Regions from separate parts of the Mus musculus genome. Here regions 1, 2, 4 and 5 are each linked to region 3. Evidence: chromatin contacts called from public promoter capture Hi-C data. All regions are on one chromosome and are shown on one strand. The core of a region is the stretch at or near the end of the contact, and the rest is flanking DNA. Distances in the headings are between cores, read along the strand shown.

Region 1 (2,706 bases), core at 155-2,654, 1.2 Mb after region 3:
ACAACAGCAACAGAGGGATCAACAAAGGCTTCTTTTACAAACTTTTCCGCTAACAGGCTTGAAAACTACTTGTGTGTGGTGTGTTGATTCAGCCAATCTCCAGTTGACTTTTTCACATTGAAAATATTGATGTTCGAGAAAAGTGTTATTGCTTTTATTTTTTATCTTCGGGACTTCGTAGTTCTTCAGTGGAGAACACTCTTCTTTGGGACCTAAGGTTCTGCAGTGTGACATCAGAGGATATGAATACAAGTGTCAATACTGCAAGGCCAATGTCAGGTCCTTTATAAAGAAGGAAGGGCAGCGTTTGCCCTAAGACAGGGCTAAAGACCTCAGACCCTGGGTTTTGTTTTTTTGTTTTTGTTTGATTTGTTTTTTGTTTTTTTGGTTTTTTTTTGCCATCCTGCCATTCTTTAGGCTCTGGTTAAACAGGTATGTTAGGAGGGTGGCCCAGGGCATCTGGCAGTGATGGTTTGGGACGGGCCAACACATCTCTCCTGTCCATGTAGTCGGTCTGTCTTCTTGAGAAAAATAAAGGTAATATTAAAGGAACTTAGAAAAGTAGACGCTTAATTTTATCTTTAAAGCTGGAATAATCATCTTAAGCTTATTTTATAGTAAGCTGTACAATGGCGAGACTTTTCACTCGGGACAACTCAGTGCTAAGTGCCTCAGTGCTTTAAGATCCAAGGGGTCCTTTCACATTGTTAGGTGTTGTAAAAGTGGCTATGGCTTTCTCAAAAACAAACAAACAAATGTTGGTGCCGTTTAGGCACCTGTTTGCATAAACGCATAGGGAATCGAGCCTGCAAAGCTTTGGGCCAGAGGAACCTCCATCATCCTCATGAATTAGAGGGAGTCGGCTGTTTTAAAATAGTACTTCCTATTGTAACAGACCCGGGCACTATTATGTCCCGGGTGTGGTGGCTTTGAGCTGAGGACAACCCGAGCCTCCCTCTGGCCTGGCACGGCTCCCTTTAGGAGCCGACCGGCCAGCTCCTTCCTCCGGCGCCACTAGGGCGTGGAGGCCCCCGGGGCGAGCGGGCGCCGCCGCCGCTAGGGTGCAACCCTGCCCTGGCCCAGCAGGTCCCGCTCCGTGCCCGCCGCCGGAGGAAAGCCGAGGCGACCGGCCGCCGCCCCGCGAAGGGAGGGGGCGGCGGAGCCGCAGCAGCTTCAGGTTTCCTCCTGGAGCTGGTGGCGGGCGCGGCCATGTGATGAGGCGGCGACGAGCCCGGCTGGCCAGAGGTGGGCAGGCGGGGACCAGGGGGCGCAGGGGGTGGCCCCAGCTGTGGGCGCGGCGGGCGGGCGAGCGGGGGTGGGGTGGGGTGGGGGGAGCTGCGGCTCCGCCCCTCGGTGCGGCCAGCGGAGCGGAGGGGCGTGGGCAGCTGGGGACCGGCTTCCCCGCTCCGGGCGACGCTGGCCGGCGGGTCGCCCTCGGCAGGCCTCGGGGACAGCGCCTGGCCAGGGCTCCTGGCGTTCCCGAGCCACAGCTCCAGGTAAAGGCGGATTACGGGAGCCATCCCTCTTGTCTCCCCGCAGCCCTGGGCGAAGTTTGCCCACCGGAGTTCTCAGGGGACAAAGTTTCTCTAGGGTCCCCGAGGACGCAGGGGTCTGCAGAGGTGGTGAAAGGCTGCACTCTGTCGGCTGGGCAGCCCGAGGAATGGGCGCCGCCTCCTGGTACCTGGGGATGGCAACAAGTGCATGGCGCTGCCGGGTCGGAGGCAGCAGCTGTGAAGCGCAAACGGGAGGCAGCGGCCACCCCTCACCCTCTCGGGCAAGCGGGGTGGGAGGGGGCAGAGGGTGACGGAGCTCAACCAAAGCTAGTTGCAAGCGATGGAAATCAGAGGCAGGCGGCTGGAGAAGGGTGAACCTCGAGAGCCTGGTTCTCCTCTTCCCATCTGTGTTTCTGGCCAGCTTCACCTATATGCTTGGTGTGTGTGTGGGATGTACCCCAGACTGCTGGTCAGTCTCAAGTTCAGGACATTTATTTCTTGTGGAAACGTTTGCTGAGTTTATAAAAGCATCTATGGTCATCTTGTTTGGGAGGGGCTTTTAGCATTGGGTGGGAATCCGTGCGCTTGTGCCATGAGTTTCTCTGGAATACTCGGTTGTGGGTGGTAGGGGTCACAGGTGGAGAAGGCGTTCTCGCTTGCTGTGAGCTCTGTGAACGCTGGGTGTTCAGACCACCCAGGAAACCCAGCTCTGGTTTCCCAGACACCAGTTAGGTTTCTAAGGGAGACTACTTTAGGAGCCCACAGAGCCTGCCTATTGGTTGCAGCTGGGTGGGCCCAGGGGAAGGGTAACATCTGTGTTTGCTAGCATCTGACTCCCTGACCCCTGCTCAAGTGCCAGCCTCTACACACTCCAAGTTGTAGAGATTGAGCACTCGATTCTGCACCAAGCAGTCAAGAATTACAGTTATAAAGAACGGACACACTGCTTTTCTGTACTTTGCCCTCTCGTGTTCCTAGACCCTGAAGCTGTCTCAGTAAAATGAAATTCTATTCTCAACAACACAAACAAAATCAAAGGCTTGCCCTAGTTAGGCTCTGTGGAAACCACTTTGAACACGATAATTCAAGCTCTGATAACCTTTCCTGGGAAGCTTTCCATAGCTCTATTTTGAGTTTTTATGTGAATGTTAAAACAAATAGGTGTTTGTCTAATCTTGATGAATAGTAGCGCTAACTCCTTTGGAGTGTTTGA
Region 2 (2,700 bases), core at 85-2,584, 1.4 Mb before region 3:
TAAATCTTTGGGGCTGGAGCAAGCAGGGACTGAGTGAGGGGTGGGGGCTGACTGGAGTGAGCAGAGGTCCTAAACTGATTTCCCAACAACCAGATGAAGGCTCACAACTATCTGTACAGCTACGGTGTACTCATATACATAAATAAATGAATCTTTAAAAAGACAAATGGCAGCTGTAGTACTTTGATAACAGGACTGTGTTAACAATAAGCATGGTATGATCAACTTGGACAAAAGCTATGAAGGACCACAGCCCTCCCCTTCAAAGAGCTGCTGTTTTGTTTGTTCTGCAAGGACTTATCCCTCAAGTGACCACGCAAGGCTCATGTACAGCATTTTCGCCTCTCAACGTCAAGGCTCAAGTGTCAAGTCAGCGACACTGGGGGCACCCAATTCTCAACGTGATTTCTAATCCCAACCCTCTGACAGGATCTTGACATGTTCTCTGTCTCATACTCACTGTGTATCCTAGGCTGGCCTCGAACTCATCACATTTTTGCCCAACCTCCTGCTCTAGGATTGCAGATACCCTTTCCAGTTTCTGATAGAATTTTCACTGATAGTCGGATGGAGTACCCGTGCCAGGAACTGAAAGGGCGTGTTAGTGGCATGGTAAAGTCTGGAGAGCATGTGCCAGCACTGCCTCCTGGTTGAGGCATTCATTTCTCCACTAAACTAAAGGTATGGCCCTCAGGAGTTATAATAGGGACCCCAGATCTGTTCTCGGAACAGCAAGAAAGCCTTTCAATATAATATTGCAGGTTCACAGTACTTGGAGGATTGATAGTCCAAGATCGGCTTTGGCTGCATGAGACCCTTTCTCAAAGTGAGAGTAGAAGCTAGAGAGATGATTCAGCGGTTAAGAGCACTGGCTCTTTGGAGGACCCAGGCTCGATTCCTAACCCCCACATCAAGTGGCTTACAACTGCGTGTAACTCCAGTTCTGGAGGGAATTTGATGCAGGGCAAACCCATTCTCCAAACCCTGACCTGGAGTGTAATAATAGGGGCAATAATAGCGCCAGCCAGGACGACTGTTGACATCTGTTTAAGCACTAAGTTTTACCCCTCCGGGCCACGCTAAAGATACAGTTTAAGTTATATCCTAAGTTTTCTCAAGACACTAGGCATGCTAGGTAAGAGTTCTACCACTGAGCCCCGTCTCCATCTATCCCTACCCACAGGCTTCGATGGCCTGTGTTGGTGAAAGTCTTAGCTAGAGGAATAGAATCAATTGTGGAAAGAAGCCTCAGAAAAGGAACGCAGCACGGTAACCACGGCAACCCGCTGCAAGGGGAGAAGCAGAAGGAGGGACTCAGGGCGGAAGGGGCGGGACCCTTCCGGAAGGGTAGGAACTTCCGGAAACCAATTTCGTGGCGGGAAGAACTGCTGGGTTATTTTCTGTGGCGTTCAAACCTGCGGGCCTTTGCAATGGAGGAGCAGCCGCGGGAGAGGTCTGAGGCCGGGGCTGAGGCCTGCGAAGAGAAGCGGGGTCTGTCGCAGGCCGCGGAGGAGCGTATCGAGGACCGTATCAGCCTGCTGCTCAGGTGCTCCCGGCGGGCATCCGCCCCCACTCGGGAGGCTCAGGGTTCCTATTCAGGTTCCCTGGCTGATTTAGGGCTCCGAAGCTTGCGGCACCATCAGTTTCACCGCTTTAGGCCTGTCAGTGGGGAAGAGAGCCGCAAAAGATGCCCTCCGCGCAGAGAGGCTAGTGGGCTGGGGTGGGACATTCTGCAGGAGGACGTGGCGCTGTGCCCGTCTTGAGCCAGGCTTGCGACCCGGCCTCCGGTGCTGTCTTGCCACTGTGGTCCGGGCTGGCTGAGCAGTACCTACCGCCAAGTTACAGGACACAGTCCACCTTGAGGACCAAGACCCTTTGCTGACCAGAAGCTTCGGTTGTTTATCGTCCTACCAGGACGATGATGCTCCCCAGTCAGCAGTTTTTAGAGAAAATTTGGCGGCCAGAAACTTTAGTCTAAGGCCTGGACCAAGTTTATCCTACTGCCTATGGTGAACTCTTCAAGCTAAGAAAAGCAGCGTCTGGTGTATGCGTAGCAAGAGCCATACAGCTCAACTACAGCATAGTTTTTCCGTATTTAAATAGAGATAGGAGCCAAACATTTTGTAATGCATGAAATCTAAATGTTAGTGTTCATACAGCTTATTGGGACACAGGTTTCTGGTACAGGGTCAGAGTTACATAGTTAAAACAGGCTATATGACTGCCAAGTCCTAAATTATTTGCTGTGTGGTTCTTTGCAGAAAAAAAAATTTAACAGGTTTTTTGCAGACCTTTAAAATGCATAACAAAGGGTTGGAGAGTTGGCTCAGTGGTTAAAGAACTTGGACTGCTCTTCCAGAGGTCACATGGTGGCTCACAACCATCTGCAGTGGGGTCTGATACCCTCTTCTGGTGTGTCTGAAGAAAGCAATGGTGTACTCATATACATAAAATAAATACATCTAAAAATTTTTTTAAAACTCATAACAGACTTGTTTTGAATTTTTGAGACAGGGTCTTGCTGTGAAACACTGGCAGCCTATAGCTGGGTGGCGGTGGCGCACGCCTTTAATCCCAGCATTTGGGAGGCAGAGGCTCGGATTTCTGAGTTCGAGGCCAGCCTGGTCTACAGAGTGAGTTCCAGGACAACCAGGTCAACACAGAGAAACCCTGCCTCAAAAAAACAAAACAAAACGAAAC
Region 3 (2,700 bases), core at 57-2,556:
GCAGCCCAGAGACTTACTAAAAGCATTAATCAATTTAAGTGCTTCTAGACACAGATCACCAGAGAGTGACATTTAGGACCCCAGCTGCAGCTGAGAGTCACATGTGCTCGCACCCCGAGGTGACTTAGCGTACAGCATAGGATCTGGCAGAACGGCAAAGGGGGCCAGACCGATGGGATCTAAGGAGCAGACTAATTATAAAAACAGACCCAAACAGATGACCTCAGACTAATGAAAAGCAGGCAACAGGAAGAAAATGTAAACTGAAAACCATTTCTTCCTAACATAATTTTCCAGGTAGTCTGAGGCCAAAGAGAAAGCCAGGAAATCTCAACTGTGAGGAGGTTGGCTTTGTCCAAATCCCAGCTCACTGCTGGGTCACATAAGCCGAGACTCTCCCGCCCAGGCCTCCTGTGAGGATAAAGGAAATGGGGGAGGGGGCTTACAGCTGCTAACATAGCTAAGGTCACAGATGGCAGGCTACAAACATGTGTTTCTGTTCTTTCTTGGATGCTCAGACAGTGTCCCATGGCAGTAAAAGGGCTAGAAGCTAGTGAAGACAAAGGTCTCCATCCTCTGAGACGCAACGGACAAAAAACGGCCAAAAGTCAAAAAGCAATCAAAACTGAGTACAACATTTACAAAACCCAGGCAAACCTGACGCCTGACAGTGGCTCAGCAACCTCAGGCAGCATTCAGCAGTGTGGTCATTCTTTTTTTTAATGTTTTGTTGTTGATGTTGTTTTTTCAAGACAGGGTTTCTCTGTGTAGCCCTGGCTGTCCTGGAACTCACTCTGTAGACCAGGCTGGCCTCAAACTCAGAAATCCTCCTGCCTCTGCCTCCCGAGTGCTGGGATTAAAGTCGTGCACCACCACGCCCAGCAAGTGTGGTGATTCTTGTTTTCTTTAAGTTTTATACACTGACAAGCAAAGTTAAGAGAAAGAACTGTGTCTAAGTTCTCTACTCTGCTTTGTCCTTGGGGTATGACAAGGAACATCAATCTTTTTATTCTTAGTTTCAAATTACAGGAGAGAAGCTAAGAATGACTTCCCTTCAGAAGTATTGGGGAGAAAAAACCCTAAAATACCATGGGATCCTGTGCTACGGCAAGGCCTGCCATTGCTGGGTCAGAAGAGACAGACTCACGGGCAGGAGCCCAGCTCTCCTTCCTGCTGTGAAAAGGCACAGTGCAGCAGCAGGCGTGGGAGGAGAATTCTCCCGCTCCTATGATGACATCATAACCTGAAAGTACTTCCTTCTTTTTGTATTAAAGAGACAAGAAACAAAGCAGAGAGCAGGCTCAGGGATTTTCTTCCCTGACACAAACAGCAGAGCATTTGGGACAGAGAGCTCACTGACAGTTTGAGTGCTCAGCACTGTTCTGGAAACCTGTCCACAGGCAGTGTCTCTAATGGCCCTGCTGAACAGCACAAAGCTGCCAGCTAAGCGCCACAAAGGATTCGTGAGTCTTATCTCTGCTGAAGCTGTGACTGACCCAGCACATTTGGTGTAGTGTAGAGAAATGGCTGGTCACTTGCCACCCTGAGTGGGAATCAGGCTGCTGTTGAGAAGCCGCTGGGGTGCCGTGCTGCCCCAGGGAACGGAACCGTGACATCAGCTCAAGCATGAAGTCGTAACAATGCCACTGCTTTCCCAAAAGGCCACGGTCTGTGGGAAGGAACACAACTGCAATTCTTGATGCGAGTTTTTCATGCCTTTGTGTGTGACTGATGCAGGAAAAGGCTCAGTTTCTACTACGAATCACCTGAAAGCGCTCGAGGTATCGGGGAAGCTTGGACTGTTCTGGTTCCTCAGTGTCTAGCTGCTCCACCAGGTTTGCTGAGCCCAAGCCATCTTCACCTTCCTGAGGCTGTGCCTCTGAAGTCTGGACATCTGGAGACGTCACCACCTTCAGGACTCCATCCAGCACATCGAGCTGTAGGGCACAGGAGAGTCAGGAGGACATCTGTTATAGACTTGACTGTGTGCAGGCCAACTTCAAAGTGTGTGTTCCTTGGTTATAATGACTGAGAAAGAGCATTAATGATATCAGCATAATGTGCCATGGGAGACACTGGGTTGAGGACCTCAGGACAGAAATGAAAGCTGAGTGGTGAGCCTTGGCATTTCAGAGTCAAGGCCACACAGAAGAGCATCTCCAAGGGTGTAGGCTAGGCAGCTAGCCAGCTCCCAGGGCTTCATGTCTCTCTGCTCCCTCCCTGCCATTACCGGACGATAACTGCACTCCTGGGCCTGGCTTTTTAAGTGGTTCTGGGGATCTGAACTCAGGTACGTAAGCTTGTGAGACAGATACTTTACCAATAGCCAAGGATAATGGAGAAAAGTGCTATGTAGTCTCTCCATACTACAGGAGGGGTAAATCCACCAAAACTACTTAAGTTTCTATTCCACCGCCGTAAATCCCTTTTGGATGGGGGAGGTGGTGAAGAGGGTGGTATTTATTGATCTGAGCTTGAATGTAAGGGAGCAGACAGCTTTCCTTTCACTTAATGATGTATGAATCAACAATAATCTGATTTTCCATTGCCTTTTTGACAGCCACACTGAAAATGTTTGTGGTTTCTTTTCATCCTTTTAAACGGAATAAATACCAATTCTGCACACATACAGAAAGCAGCGGAAGGAGAAAGACCATGGGAACAGATGCCTGTGAAGCCTCCATTTGACTGAGTGGGGTG
Region 4 (2,700 bases), core at 15-2,514, 1.1 Mb after region 3:
CGGCGGCGGCAGCGAAGAGCGCGGAGGGCGGCGCGCAGGGTGGCAGCTGCAGGCCGTAGGCGCAGCCGTAGGCTCCGTAGCCGCAGGCGGGCGGTGGCGGCGGCGGCGGGAAAAGCGCGGCGCCCGGGTCCCCTGCGCCCGCCGCCGGCCCCGCACCGCGCAGCAGCAGCGCCTCGGCCGCCGCGTGGGGAGCGAGTAGCGGCTGGCGCTTGAAGCGCTTGCGGCGCCGCAGGAAGCTGCCGTTGTCGAACATATCTGCGGACTCCGGGTCGAGCGTCCAGTAGTTGCCCTTGCCCGGGTTGCCCGGTTCGCGCGGGATCTTGACGAAGCAGTCGTTGAGCGACAGGTTGTGACGGATGCTGTTCTGCCAAGCGGGGAACTTCTCCCGGTAGTAAGGGAAGCGGCTGCTGATGAACTCGCAGATCTCGCTGAGCGTCAGGCGCTTCTTGGGGCTCTGCAGGATGGCCATGGTGATGAGCGCGATGTACGAGTAGGGCGGCTTCACCAGCGGATTCTTAGCGCCCCCGCCCGTGCCCGCGCCCGTACCACCTCCCGCGCCGCCTCCCGCTCCGGCGCCGCTGCAGCCGCCCGACCCGGTCCCCGGGGCGGGCGCAGGACCCGGAGGCGCGGGGGACGCGGCGGGCCGGGAGGCCAGCAGCAGGTCATCGTCGTCCTCCTCCTCCAGGTCCTCGAGATCGTCCTCCCCGGCGTAAGAGCGCCTCCGCCGCTGGGCCGAGCTCGGCAACCGGGACCCGCCGCCGCCGCGGCCGCCGCCGCCCTCGTCGTCATCGTCCTCCTCCTCCTCGTCGTCCTCGCCCTCCCCCACCACGTCGATGTCTGTCTCCTCCGCGAGGCCGGAGGCATCGGACATCTCCGTGCTCAGGGTCATAGCTGGGGCGGCGCGGTGGCGCGGCGGCACATAGGGGCACCGGGCTCCCGGCTCCCTGGCCTCCCCAGGCCGATCCCGGAGCGGCGGACCCGGAGCGAGGACGCCACTCTGCGACGCGCGGCTGCAGGAGGTGGCTGGGGCCGCTCCGCTCCGCTACTTGGCGAGCAGGGCTGTGCGAGGTGTTTGCGCTCCCCGGCTCGGCGGGCACCGGGTGGCGGGCGCTCTAGACTTGACCTTTTCCACTGTGGTCCCTTTAGCCCGGTTAGTCCAGGAGGGGGTGGCTGGACCCTGGCGGGCCAGTCGGTGTCGGGCGCCCAGAAGGGCGCGGGAGGAGTGAGAATCTAGAAACGGAGCTCGGCAAGGCCAGGGCTGAGTCCAGAAGAGGGCGGACCTTGTCTGTGCTTATAGCAGAAGGGGGCCTGTCACATGGTGTGCACGTCAGAGCGCGGCCCAGGGAAGGAAAAGAAAGGCGAGGGAATCGGCGTGTAGGAAGAGAAAGTTCACCCGCAGGAGGGGCAGCAGCAAGAGTTGGAGACTGAAGCCCACTATTTCTTGCCAAGATATTGGCTATCCTGAATCCCACCCTAGCCAGCCGCGAGCCGACCCGAGAGCTACAGGAGTTCAAACCCCCAGCCTTATTCTCCCGGATTAGCCCTCAACCCTAATCTCAAGCGCTCCGGGGACGCTTCGATTGGACAACCCAGTGGCCTGTAGGAGTCATCCCACTGGGGACAACTGCTCTATGTGTGAGGTGCTCACTGGAATATTGAGCGAGGGAGTCTGGTAGGGTGTCCCAGCTCTCTGGACTGGGCCAGTCTCCGCCTGTGGAATCTGATGAAAAATCCCCCATTTTGAGCACGGTAATAATTGTTTATTGACCCTTTAACCCTTTCCCTTCGGTTCTTCTCCAAAGACGTTTGTTTTCCGCCATCTGTTAATAAAAATGCGGTTAGGCTGGCGTTTTGGTCATTTATCTGCAATTGAATGCCCTAGAGACTTGACAGCTAAACTAAGCCACTCTAATGAGAGCATCTCACAAATTCCATGGGAATAGAGCAAGCAATGGTTGAATGAGGAAAAGAAATAGAAAATTGTAATGAAAACCCAAACACACACAGAAATTACACATAGCAGCAACTCAAACACTGTTGAGATGTTAGGAAAAAGAGCGCTATACTTTTCAATAAAAGGTATTTCTAAAGGAGCATTTCACACTACTTTCTAAATACTGGAATTATTATAACTTACACACAGTGTTGTTCCGGAAGGATTGATAGTAGAAAGGACAGTAGCAAAGATGAACTTTGAGATCAATTTTTTATTTTGGAAAATACATTAAATGCTTTTTATACTCTTTTTTTTAAAAAAAAACCCGACTTTTAAATTTTAAATGCAGGATGCAACTCCACTCGATTCATTTTTCTTCCAAGTGGCAAGCTAATAGGGATGATTAAAGTATTATTCTGTTTTAAGGTCACCTGTGTTTACCACCAGCTAAATGTTTTGTTCTGGCTGGCGGGAAATCCGAATAATTGTGTAATCCGAATTCATTTTGATAGCCTAGCTTTCTGGATGTTTGCCTTTTCTGAGATGTTTCGATTTCAAATAGGGAACTTTGCCTTACCAGTTTAACTTTCTGGTTAAAATCGCCATTTGCCAAGAACTGAATAAAAATTCAATGGCTTTCTCTAGGAACAATCTCAAATGCTCTGTGTGTCATTGTATCAACCAAGTGTTTCTTACTTCCTGAAGTGACTTGTTCTAACTGGTATTCATCACAAAAATAAGCTGTTGCCCCATCTAATACTTCT
Region 5 (2,700 bases), core at 156-2,655, 1.3 Mb before region 3:
TTTGGAATCAATTTCCCCCTTTCTCTTTGATCCTCACATGCCTTTAATCCCCAAGTCTTCAAGTCTCACAAATATCTCCCCAAATCATATCCTTTGCACTTGAATTTCCTAGTTGAATTTATGATAACTTCTGGCCTGAACCAACAGAGCCACCCTACACACCGTGCTGAGTCAATACTTTTTAAACAGATCTAAGGATGTCCCTCTCTTACCCTAACACATTCCATGGCTCCAATAAAGGTATGTCTCATTTGCTCACATCTAACAGATTCTCCAAGATATTTGTTGAAGCGAAATGAGAGAGGACACATTCCAAAGGGAAAAACTTAGGCAGCAGGATCTACCCCCACCAGCCTGACAACTTTGCTTTTAGCAAACAAGTTGATCAAACAGCTACCTACTTCCTGTCCTGTCCGGCTTGGTGGGGAAAAAACTAACATAAACCCTCCTTGGTGAACCATGAGCCGCTTCTCTTTGCTGTGGGCTGTATATATTAACTTTTAGCTTTAGAATAATTTTAGATTTACAATAAGTTGCAAAGATTTAGACCTCTATGCCCGTCACTTAAATTCCTCTAAAGTTAGCATCAGGGTACATTTATCAAAAATTGAGACAAAGACACCAGCGCAGGTTAAACTAAACCACACACTTCCGTAGATTTCCTGTTTTTCTCGAGGGCTTTTGTTCGTTCCTTTTTGTTTCAAGATATTGAAACCAGGATATTGCATAGCATTTAGTGCGTTACAGCTTTATGGCTCAAAACTAATAGTTAAATAATAGCAAGAAAAGACAGAAACAGAGTTTTTGAAATCGGTATTCTTCGGTGTCAGACCATTAATGGCTGGCTCTATGTGGGGAAAGGAGCCCTATTGCTAGTCTGACCACCACCTGCAGTTTCCACTCCTGGGCAGCTCGGCTCCATACCCTCCCCACCGCGGGTTCCCGGTGTCCTGGCCTGACGCTGGCACTCTGCGCATCCGTCCCAAGGATCGAACCTTCCGCTGCGCAGCCCGCGCGCCCCTTCAGAGGCTCACCCCACTCCGCCACGCGTCCTCGGGCCACGTGACTGCACGACCACCGCAGGGGACCCGAAAGGATCGCCAGGTCCGGGTGGGCCAGCGGCGCTTCAGCTCTCCTGAGCCCAGTATCCGTGCCTCCGTGCAACCGGATGTTAGCTGCCCTCCTCCAACTTCAGCTCCAAAGCCGGATGGACAAACCGACGGGCAAATAAAAGTCTGAGATTTAGAACAGACTGGGGCAAGGTGAGCGTCAATACATGGAAAATTATGAGTCCCAACCTTGGGACTTCAGGAACCCCCTAAGAGAAAAGTGTGCCGGAGCTGGGGTTCCCGGAGAGGTAGATCTCGGAACACCGGCTTTCGGCATTAGAAAGCCCGGTTAGGAACCCTGAAGGCAGCCTGGGCCAGAGGGAGCGCTGAAGCACAGGCGGAGCGGGAGGCAATGCCTGGAGAGCGACCCCTGCTCCTTTCCTATCACAGGTGCTACCTCGCACTAACCCATCCGCCATACTGGATCAACTTCATGACCTTGTTGAAATGGTTGTGTTCTAATTCTCTGTGCCAATACCCTTAACCGAAGACTTTGTTATTTTCAAACACTTTCCCAGGCTTGAAGATTACTCTGGTAGAAATAGACATCAGATCCTTCTCTGGCACTAATGAACTTCGCAGACTAGAGCCAGTCTAGTCTGTATTGTCCTTAGTTACTTAGACATGAGGAAAATCCGACTTAGAACGGATTTTATCTTGGGAGTCTTTCTCATAAACTTCATGCAATCACCTAGCTACGTGATTCTATACCTGTGTTGAAACTAGTGCACTACTTCCAGGAGTGGCTGTGTGAATTCAAAGCTCATTAAAAAACATGTTTCAGACTGCCGGCATACTAATATATGTTATCACTCATGTGTTTGTGATAGTAAAAATCTGCAAACGTATGTCCACCGGAAAATTGATTAATTAAAACTAATATATCAGGACTCCTGGGCATGGGGGCGGGCGGGTAGGGGGATGGAGAAAAGAAGACACCTGGTGTGAACTGCAAGGTCCATTAACACGTGCACACATGTACTTACATTCGTCTATTCTACAAATACACCGCACACACAAGCAACTCTTTTAACAGATGTGAAGTGTGTCTTTTTTTGAAGTGCTGGTAATCACAGTGAGCTTGTGACGGTTTGTTTGAGAATGGCTCCTATAAGCTTATATTTTTCGAATGCTTAGTCTCTGGTTAGTGGAACTACTAGGTTTGGGACCGATTAGGAGGTGTGACTTTGGTGGAGGGGGTGTGTCACTGAAGGTGGACCAGTCTCTCTCTTCTGCTTGTGGGTCAGGTGTAAGCTCTTAGCTACTGTTCCAGAGCGGTGCTCCCCACGATGATGGCCGTGGACTCACCATCTGAAACTGTAAGCAAACTTCCCAATCAGATGCTTTCTTTTATAAGTTGCCTTGGTCACGGTGTTTTTTCACAGCAGTAGAACAGTGAGTGACTAAGCCAGGTTTTGTACATCTAAACATTTGCCATCACTGAGCCACACCCCGAGACTACATTTAAGTCTCCAAATCTTTTTTTTTGTTTTTTGTTTTTTTTGTTGTTGTTGTTGTTTTCAAGACAGGGTTTCTCTGTGTAGCCCTGGCTGTCCTGGAACTCACTCTGTAAACCAGGCTGGCCTCAAAC

Evidence for each region. Promoter capture Hi-C pulls out the DNA fragments that hold promoters and counts their contacts.
Region 1: a promoter capture Hi-C map of liver shows a contact between it and region 3, with 3 times the contacts expected there. The contact joins the promoter of Arhgef28 here to the promoter of 6430562O15Rik in region 3. A contact is called at or near these places in 2 of 39 promoter capture datasets (both in liver).
Region 2: a contact with region 3 is called in a promoter capture Hi-C map of liver, with 3 times the contacts expected there. The contact joins the promoter of Cenph here to the promoter of 6430562O15Rik in region 3. A contact is called at or near these places in 2 of 39 promoter capture datasets (hippocampal neurons and liver).
Region 4: a contact with region 3 is called in a promoter capture Hi-C map of liver, with 3 times the contacts expected there. The contact joins the promoter of Foxd1 here to the promoter of 6430562O15Rik in region 3.
Region 5: a promoter capture Hi-C map of liver shows a contact between it and region 3, with 4 times the contacts expected there. The contact joins the promoter of Ccdc125 here to the promoter of 6430562O15Rik in region 3. A contact is called at or near these places in 2 of 39 promoter capture datasets (both in liver).

Annotation. Positions count from the first base shown.
Region 1 is chr13:98,204,863-98,207,568 of GRCm38.p6, reverse strand. Arhgef28 (Rho guanine nucleotide exchange factor (GEF) 28) reads left to right here and starts at 1,404. Exons shown (of 36, transcript NM_012026.2): 1 at 1,404-1,496.
Region 2 is chr13:100,774,533-100,777,232 of GRCm38.p6, reverse strand. It overlaps Cenph (centromere protein H), which reads left to right and starts at 1,334. Exons shown (of 9, transcript NM_021886.2): 1 at 1,334-1,546. The coding sequence starts at 1,431.
Region 3 is chr13:99,411,432-99,414,131 of GRCm38.p6, reverse strand. It overlaps 6430562O15Rik (RIKEN cDNA 6430562O15 gene), which reads left to right and starts at 1,306. Exons shown (of 2, transcript NR_015515.3): 1 at 1,306-2,290; 2 at 2,561-2,700. It overlaps Mrps27 (mitochondrial ribosomal protein S27), which reads right to left. Exons shown (of 11, transcript NM_173757.3): 10 at 1,767-1,937.
Region 4 is chr13:98,352,809-98,355,508 of GRCm38.p6, reverse strand. It overlaps Foxd1 (forkhead box D1), which reads right to left and starts at 1,264. Exons shown (of 1, transcript NM_008242.2): 1 at 1-1,264. The coding sequence starts at 889.
Region 5 is chr13:100,668,186-100,670,885 of GRCm38.p6, reverse strand. Ccdc125 (coiled-coil domain containing 125) reads right to left here and starts at 1,405. Exons shown (of 12, transcript NM_183115.5): 1 at 1,035-1,405.